2 separate regions of the Gossypium arboreum genome follow, and region 1 is linked to region 2. The links are chromatin contacts, called in public Hi-C maps. All regions are on one chromosome and are shown on one strand. The core of a region is the stretch at or near the end of the contact, and the rest is flanking DNA. Distances in the headings are between cores, read along the strand shown.

Region 1 (4,764 bases), core at 1,014-3,513, 250 kb after region 2:
ATATTTGTTGGCCGGAGAAGGAAGGAGAAATTAACAAAAGTGAAGGGCATGTCCTTATTTGAGAGGTGAAAACCCCCTGATGCTGATGGAACAACCTCTCAGGATTTGTACACTTTGTTTTTGTACCCTTCCAATATGGGGTGCATGCAATTTGAATTGTGCCATTTATTACTTCCTACAACCATAATGGAATCTGACTACGACCTATGTATATGTCTTAATTTCTTTTAACTATATATATTTTTACTACAGTGGTGTATGTATGACTTATGTTGGTGGGTATGGAAAATATAATATTTGGAGAAGGATAAATCCAACAGAGGATATGGTTCAGGGTTAGAGCCAGTGCATGAAATGCAGGTAGCCTGAGGGCTCAAACTTTCATTTCAAAAACAAAGAAACTTGTCCTTATGCATCAGACTTGAAAGTTGCAAAATCATACATTTTTCCTTCCTTTCCTATTTCCCTTTATTCGTTTTTACGACTTCAACTGTCTCAATGCAATATTTTTTCAGATTTTCCATTATAGGAGATATTGGAAAATAAATATATCATTAAAGCACTAAAATAAAAGCATGTCTTCTATGGATTCTGTTGTCATTAGATGCTCTTTCCTTTTTTCATTTTCGATAATTCTGCTGAAATTATATTTTTGGCCTCTCTTAAACCCTTTTAGCATAAAAGATTTTCATTTTGATCCCCTTACCGCTTATTGTTTTTTTTTTTTTTTTTTTTATCTCGGCCTTCAACTTAACTCAATCCCTACAATTATTGAGACCCCTTTTCCCTTTTTGTAAAAGAAATGATCCCAAGTTTCAATAGGTCAGACAAATAATGACAGAGTAAAACAGAGCAACCCAAAAAAAATCCAACCTATTGAATTTCTTACTTCTATTCAACTGTAATTTTACGTATAATTTGATTGGTAAAAAAGTAGTAGTAAATGACAAGAAAGTGAAGAGGATTGAAGGAGAAAATATACATATTATGTTAAGGAGAAAATTATTTCAAGCGGACATCGTTCATATCAAACCAGATTTGCTTGAAAACCTTGATGATGAGATGATGATATTGATCAGAATTGAGAGAGAGATAACAGGCAAGCAAATCTTCCAAATCCTTGGATGCCCTGATGTTGTTTTCTATGATCATTTCCACCATCGACTCCCTGAAGTCTCTCTGAGGATCAAACGACGATTTCACCACCGCCAGACTATCCGACAAACTCCTCCTTGAGCTGCCGCTTGAACTTGACGACATGCTTTTCCGACCATGTCCCTGAATTCTCCGGTTTCCGATTTTCGGTGAATTTATTCTCAGCCTTACGCCTGGGGAATTCACTCCAAATTTCCTACCACCACTGCTTTTCTTGTTCTCATCACCTTCGAATTTAACTGAACTCATACCATACTTGGTTGCTTCGTTGCTCTTCTTCATATTAACCGGCTTGGTTATGATCCGAGGGAGTTGAAGTTGAGACAAGTTGTCGAACTCGTCTAGCTTGTCGGATTTCTTAACCAAACACTTGCAATCATCATCCTTAGCTTCCGAATTCATGAGTTTGCAGCTACTGGAGACCATATTATCGAACGATTGAGTAGTGAGAATGCAGTCAGACCTGAATTCATGCGGCGAAGAGCTGTCGTCAGAAGAGGAAGAAGCTGAATATTGCGGTGGAGAATCAGGCTTAGTCCAGAGTGTGGCACGGCAGCGACAGCCGGAGGAAACAACCGTATTTCTTTTCCTGGATCGTTTCTGAGAAGATTTTCTGGGTGGGTCAGAACCTGCAGAATTGGTGTTTGCATGAGAAACATAGAAGCCATCACTGGGGATAAGGTCTCTAGTGAAGTAGTAAGATTTTCTAGGATAAAAATGGTGGGGTTGCTTCAGTTTTGATGAAGAGGGAGATATGGGGTATTGTTTTTTCTTGGAAGGATTATTGGTAACGGTAGTATTGCCATGGTTTCTACCTTTGCCCATGTCTTTAAGCTTGTAAAACCAGGCATTGGGCATCATATCAGATAGCCTAAACCTGTAATTGCCCATCAAACTTGTGTCTTTGTAATGGGAAAAAGATGGGAGGACTGAGAATGAATTTGAAGGAGATTGGAGGGTGAGAGAGAGAAAAAGAAGGTTGGAACAAAGGAAAAAGAGTGGGGTATTGTATTAACTGACTTGGGCTGTTGTTTATGATCACTAATCACCAAACAGGGAACAAGTTTTTATAGACGTATCATCATTACCATCCTTTAATTTCTTATTCTTTCCCAACTTTTTCATTTAAGGAACTTTTTATACGGGCCCTAGCATCTATGTTTTTCGTACTACCATTACAAAATCAGTGGTTGGTTTATGTCTTCTAATCAATTACCCATTATGAAAATCTTAAGAAAAATAGCTTACTTGCCCTAACCCTTCTGTAAAAAGAATAGGATGGTGTTGGTGTTGGTGTTGGTGTTGGTGTTGGTGTTGGTAACAAACTAATAATTTGTTTGTGTTATGTTCCAAAACATTATGTTTTAATCATCTTGTGTTAATATCTGTATCTAGTATTGCCAAATTCGTGGTAGTATAGTCTTGCCCTATCCTTTGTTAATATCAATTACTCATTTGCCTAATTCATGTGTTGTTGAGGGATTAGTGTTGTGAAAGAAAAAGGAAAAATAATCCCCCACCAGTTGTACTTGAAGAGAGAGAGAGGGTGGCGATGTAAGTTATGAAGAAACCCCCCCCCACAAACTCCATATCTGTAGTAACTGCCACGTAAACTAGTTAACGATGGGAAGGGAGTGGGGTGAGGGTGCAGACGAGAATTGCCTTCTCCACCTCTGCTCTACGTTTATAAAGCTGTCCAACATATTTACATTCATATTTACTCTAAGTTGCTCTAATTCTTTTTTTTTTTACTATACTTATTTATTAAACACCTTCAATCGGATTACCAATTCGGTCAATTAAATTATTAAAATATCTTTCCATAATTAAATAGGTCATAGTATTAAGAAGTAATTTAGTCTTTTGTTAAAAAATAAAAATATGCATATTTGAATCTTCATTTATAGGATTAATAAAACTTTAAATTTACCACTCAATTAAAGCTTGTTTTATGCATTTTATATTAATATACAAATTGCTGACAATACCATCATAAATAATTGTAGCGCATTTAATATTGTTAACATAATATATTTATGTGTTCAAATTTTATTTTACTCATAATTTAATCTAAATTTTTTATTTTAAAATAATACATATTTCATATGTTTTTATAATTAATTAGTTTTAAATTATAGATTTTATTCTTTATTGTATGGTATTTTTAAATACATATTTATATTTTAAATTTATTATTTTCATACACATACACATATGACAGGATTTTTAATATTTTTAATTTATTTTTACATGGTTTCAATATATATAATGTTTTAGTATATATATATCATTTATACTATTATTTAAGCCTATATACATTTGTGATCATCCTAATGAAATTTTTAAATTTCACTTATATGTTCCTTATATTTAATATATATTCCAAAAGAAAAAAAACATATAAAAAATTTTAAAATAATTTTAAAAAGTTTAAATTTTTTGGAGTACAGATCCATGACTTGGTTTTACTATTTAAAATGTCAAAATATTTTAAAAATAATTTTTATGTTAAAATATATTTTCATAATTAAATTTAAATAAGCGAATGTTTTCAATTATTTAATTTAAGCACGAACTAAAATAAGTTGAGTCAATCCAGTGAAGCATTTTAGCCCCCACTTTAATTCGCTTTCGGGTTTTTAGCAATAGATTAAGAGCAAAATGGAACCAACAAAAGGAAATAAGAAACACTCAGAATCTGAGTGGAAGGAAAAATTTATGTAAAAAATATAGGTATCTTTTAAATTAATGATAGTATTTTTAAAAGGAAGGAGTAACTTTTAAAAAATTAAGTAAAAATACAAGCTATTATAGTAAGATTTCAACTCCGTTTATGGAGTTGATACTTTCCACCACTAGTATACCTGGGGTTCAAATTTACCATTAAGTCCCATCATATATAATTGTTTTATTTTAATTACTTCCAATTTGTTAGCTTTAGTTTGAATTGTATTAGTTCTTAGTGTAAGTAAATTTAATATCGTATGTAGTATTAATATGTCAGTAACAATGATAATACAATACAATGCAGTAGCAGTAACATAACAAAATACTTGTAATCGGATAAAGTTAAAAATTAGAAGAAGAATTTTGTCGAGGCCTGTATAAACAATTTCTTTAAGAAAGATTCGTCCTCTCTTCGGTGCTTTGAGTAATATAGGACGTTTGTCTCCTAAGATACAACAACAAACGATCACAGTAGTAGCACAATAATAATGATCAATCGAACACAATCTTGTCTTTTTCTATTACCAAGAGAAATGAATTTAGAAGGAATTGTTTTTTTATATTGATAGTTTTGATGATATATTTTTGAAATCTCCTAACTTGAAGGAGAGGAAATGAATGAAGAGATTTATTGAAAAATTAATAGACATGAGTAAATAGAGACAATGAATGAAAAAGTTCAGTATTAAACCAAGAGATACATTTTTTCATAAGGTACAATTGTATGGAAAATGCAATATTAAATCAAGAGATACAATTATCATTCATCACTCAATAATTATTTTCCAACACTTAGTCTTTTTGTGTTATAATAGTTTAATTCTACTTGGTGATTACTCGGATAGTTTATTTGTGATAGTTTGATACTATGGTTACTCGAAC
Region 2 (4,794 bases), core at 826-3,325:
CTTTTCAATTTAAAAATTATGGGGTTATATATAATTTGAATGACCTATGAGTCTTAGAGATCGATATGTCACATATCTTTTAAGTTTGCGTTGTTTTTTTTTTTTTTGACATTATAAGACAATGGTCAAATTTCAATTTTGACTCTTAAACTAATTGAATATTGAGCTTAAATCTATTATTTTAAAATTTTAACATAACGTGGTCTCTCTACTTATATAATGTCATTAGTTAGTCTAAATAGTTAGTATTGTTAACTATTTCAATCAAAATGTTGACGTCAAATTTTCTTAAGAACACTATTTCAATATAAAAAAGTTATTTTTATCATGAAGAGTTCAAATAGGTGTTTTAAGAAAAAATCTTAATAAGTATTTTAACGTTATTTTTATTATTACATGATTACCAATTGATTTTTTTAAATTTTAAAATGTCACACTAAAGATTTTAATAGAAGAAATTTAAGAGTGGTAATAATTTTAAATCCGATAAATGTAAGGATTAAATTCCTAAAATAAATATAAATAAACTATATTTTAAATGTACGAAATATATATATACTTAAAGTATATTTTAATATTCAACTTTTACTTTATAATCAGATACAAGCAAAAATCGATCTAACACGAAATAAGCGGAGGACCATACTAATCAATAATAAAAATAAGGGTATTCATAATCACCTTCATTTCTAAAACCAATTAGCTTTATTCATAATACTTTTCATTTATTTGACCAAAAGAAATTTATGAAAGAGAAAGCTCTACCTTTTCGTCTTTCTTTTGAATTTTGACTAATTAAATTATAAATTAAAAAGATTAATTGCACCAAACGTCTTTACACTATGACCTTTATTTTAAATTAGTCTTAAACTTTAAATAATTCTCATTACATCTGTAAATTATATATGTTATATTAATCTAGTCCTTTTGATATTAAAATCGTTAATTTAATGTCAAATGATACCTCAAATCTTATACGGTATAAACAAAAATGAAAATTTTAAGAAGAAAAATCATATTATTAAAATGGATGTTGAAAAATCTTAATTTTTAATGTTTTCAAAGCTTTTTCGTATGTTTAATCGTCCAATCTCTTCTTTTTAGATTTATTTTATTTTAAGTTTTTAATTTTATTTTTAATTTTTACTTTTAAAAGTAATATTGCAACATCTTTTTTTGAAAAGTTTTTATTTCAAAGTTAGCTACATAAGATTTGACGTGTCATTTAATATTTTTAATAAAGAAAAGACTTGGTTGATATAACTTTTAAGTTTGAGATATAATTAGAATATTTTGAAGTTTGTGAACCGATTTAAAATGATAGTCATAGTTTAGGGGTGCTTAGTGCAACTAACACATAAAAGATTATAGGGGAGAGATTGAAAAATGTTAAAGATCTAACCGTTAAATTTATTGATATAATTGTGCTTATACTATATGCAAAAAATTGAATCGATTTGATATCTCTATCATATCGATATTAAAAAGTATATATATTAATATTTATTGAATGATTGAAAATTTTTAATATAAAAATAATTAAAAAATTTAATTTCCATCAAATATAACATACATGATCTATATAATTGTAATATGAGGATGGAACCATTAAAATATTAATCATACAAAGAAAACCAATTAAGAATTTCTTTGTAATTGTTTAACATGTAAATTTTGAAAATCTATTTCGCAAATTATTAGTGAAGTTTTTAGTATAAATAAGGTTTGACAAGTACCCTATTAAAATATAATAAAATATTAAAATAAAAATATTTTAAAAAGTACTTATTAATTTTTAAAATTGCTTAGGAAATAGACTTACTTTTAATTTTTATTACTGGAAAAGGAATTCTTGCTTTACCTTTTTCTGGTTTATAAATCCATTCAACAATTTGTTGTCCTTTTTTATTATAAATAGCCATTTTAGTTTATTTTTAAAATTCGGAAAGAACACAGATTACAAGTCCCAACTAATATTGGGGCCCAGGTAAGGCCTTTTTAATGAACGACGTGGCGAAATCTAGTGCATTTGGATCCAGGGTTTGAAGTCAAAGAGTTACAGGTGGCGATAGGACAAAAGAGAAGAAGAGAAAGCAAAGCGAAAGGAAGATGATCAAGTGGAGTGGACCTCCACTTCCACTGGACACCCAAATGACTTAGTCTACTCCTCCTTTTTTAATACCCCTCTCAACCGAACCCTCCTTTCTCCTTTCTTTCTTACTGTACGACTCCATGGCTGTACCTGTAATGCGCTCTATGAGCAAGCTTAGCATCAAGGCCCCACCTCCATCACCCATCCCAACCGCCACCGGCTCACGATCCGCTGCCAACGAGATCTTAACCGACTTTCTCGAGAAGTCGTTACAGATCCCCGACCTAACGCTACCCGAGTGCCAGACACTCCGCCACCACGGCCTACCCGATAAGGTCGATTTCCAATCCCTTGGTTTAAGGGAGGTGGGGTCGGTGGAGCGGTTTATACGATCTGCACGGAAGTATGGAGTGGTGGCGATAGGGCTGCATGGGATCGATGCGGGGGAGGAGGTAAGGGCGACGGTGAAAGAGGCGGCGAGAGTGTTCGGGGTGTTGGAAGAGAGAGATACGGGATACAGGAGGAATTCGGCGGGAAAGAGGGAGGAGATTGTGTGGGTTGATTGCAAAAACGAGAGGATGGAGTGGGCTCGCCAATATATCGGCGTTCACTTGTATCACAGCTTCAGGTATTCTAACCGTCCCTCCCGCCACCTTCCACAGAAACATGAGTAAATTTCTTTAAATTCCCTGGGCTTTTTGGGCCCTATTCACCACCTAATTTTGATTTTTGTGTGCCTATTTTTATACTCTTTTAGCTTGGGCCAGAGGTTAAAATTAAAATTTACGTAAAATAATAATTTTGTTAACCCTCCAGTTTAACAATATACTGGATCACTTGTGTATATATATAATTGAGATATATTTCAAAATTATAGCTTACTGTGTAATGTGCATGCACGTTTATACATGATTAGTATGCATATTAAACACTTACGTGAATTGAAATACAATTATGACTAAATGTTTTTATTTTGTACATTAAAATTTTATTTTAAAACAAGATGAAGCATTATTATAAAAATTTAGCCTTCGAAAACATTGATACCTTTTTTTAAAAAAAGAAGCCAGATAAATCTATAAGTGTTTATGTTAGGTAAATATAAATAGTTGTGTCTGTTATAAACATATAAAATGATGACATGTAGATGTAGTAGGTAAATGAAATTTGAATTGCATGTATAAAATCCAAGTTTTGGTGTAAATTTTAGATTTATCTGTATCTAATTTAAACTAATTTGATATGCTTATTATCTATATATATTGATTAAGTGTTTTTTCTTTGGTTTATAAAGCATCAAAATAAGCCAAATAATAGGGAAAATGTCACAATTATGAGAGTTGATCTTCTATGGAATCATTCATTAATTTTATGTAAAAAAATTTACATGCAGTACAAAAAAAACCTAAGGGATAGGGAGGGTGTTTCATAAGGAAAGAACCCTAGATAGCCTGCTAACACTTGAATCCTCACATACAACACTAGACCAGTAGCTTGTTGGCCATTATGAAAATTGATCTTCCATGGAATAATTCATTTACTTTATATAAATTTTACTTCGAAACCTTACATGCATGAGAACATGACTAAATTATTTGATTTAGAAGTGGAATTGTTAAATATTGATAAAGATAAAAATGTGTGAAAATAGATATACATTATAGCAATGTAAGTTGATATAGTATTACTGTATGTATGTAAATATGGTGAAAAGTGGGTTGTTTGGTTTGAAATAGTGAAAAAGTAGAGAAAGTAGCAAGTAAACTGGAGGATGTAGCGGAAGAATTGGGGAAGATATTGGTAGAAAATGCAAGGCAGGCAGGCAGGAAGGGATTTCGAAGAGGAGAGTCAGTTGTGAGCATATACAAGTACAATAATAATAGTAATGAGGATAAGTTGGCTGACCAAGATCCAAACGTAAACGAAGAAGAAGACGGCCATTGTTGTGATTATACATTAAGCCTCCACCTTCCAACCAAGCACTGCCAATTTTCTCTCAAAACTGGGCCTCGACTTTTAACTTTTGATGTTGCTCCTGACACCCTTATTCTCACCTTTGGACATCAACTCGAGGCAAGTCTCTTCTCTTTCCCTTTTTTTAACTTCAACTCAGGGTTCGCGTTGCATTTGCCTTCGTTATTTATGTTATAATCAAAGAATATAGTTAAATCTTTCATAAAATGGTCAGTAGTAAAAAGCACATCTAATTAATTAGTACCCTTTATTGTCTTTTAGATAAGGTAGTAAAAGGACTCTTTAAATCATAGAAAAAACCACTATAGCTTGGTTATTCTTCCTGACACCAACTGTGACATGGTTAGTCAACCGTGTCACTGGGTTATTGGCAAAACTTGCTTGGGTTTTAAGCTGATTGGCATCAGGTCCAGGGTTTAATCTCTGTATTTGTGAACTTATTCCCTTTTCCATTGTAATGTAATTGCTTGCTTATACCAAAATAAAATTCAGAAAAGGGAAAATCTTTGATTTGCTCAATAACAACTGAAGTTGTATATTTATTTTACCCAAATGAATACAAATACATATATGTTTTACCCAAAAAAGGATGAAGAAAAAAGAACAATTATGCATAAAACTAACCTAATTATATATTGTGGGTGTGCAAAATAAAGGAAGTTGCCCATTACATGATGAAATAAAAAGTACATGTCATGCAATTTTCTATATCTCATGAGCCAAAAAAA

The links. Hi-C and Micro-C count contacts between places; a contact is called where the count stands out from the background.
Region 1: a contact with region 2 is called in a Hi-C map of leaf, with 2.2 times the contacts expected there. The contact joins the promoter of LOC108488638 here to the promoter of LOC108488556 in region 2. A contact is called at or near these places in 2 of 5 Hi-C or Micro-C datasets (both in leaf).

The regions. Positions count from the first base shown.
Region 1 is chr10:31,031,055-31,035,818 of ASM2569848v2, forward strand. LOC108488638 (transcription repressor OFP1-like) reads right to left here and starts at 2,264. Exons shown (of 1, transcript XM_017792930.2): 1 at 882-2,264. The coding sequence starts at 2,046. The coding sequence ends at 1,003.
Region 2 is chr10:30,781,548-30,786,341 of ASM2569848v2, forward strand. It overlaps LOC108488556, which reads left to right and starts at 2,076. Exons shown (of 3, transcript XM_017792841.2): 1 at 2,076-2,720; 2 at 3,829-4,165. The coding sequence starts at 2,233.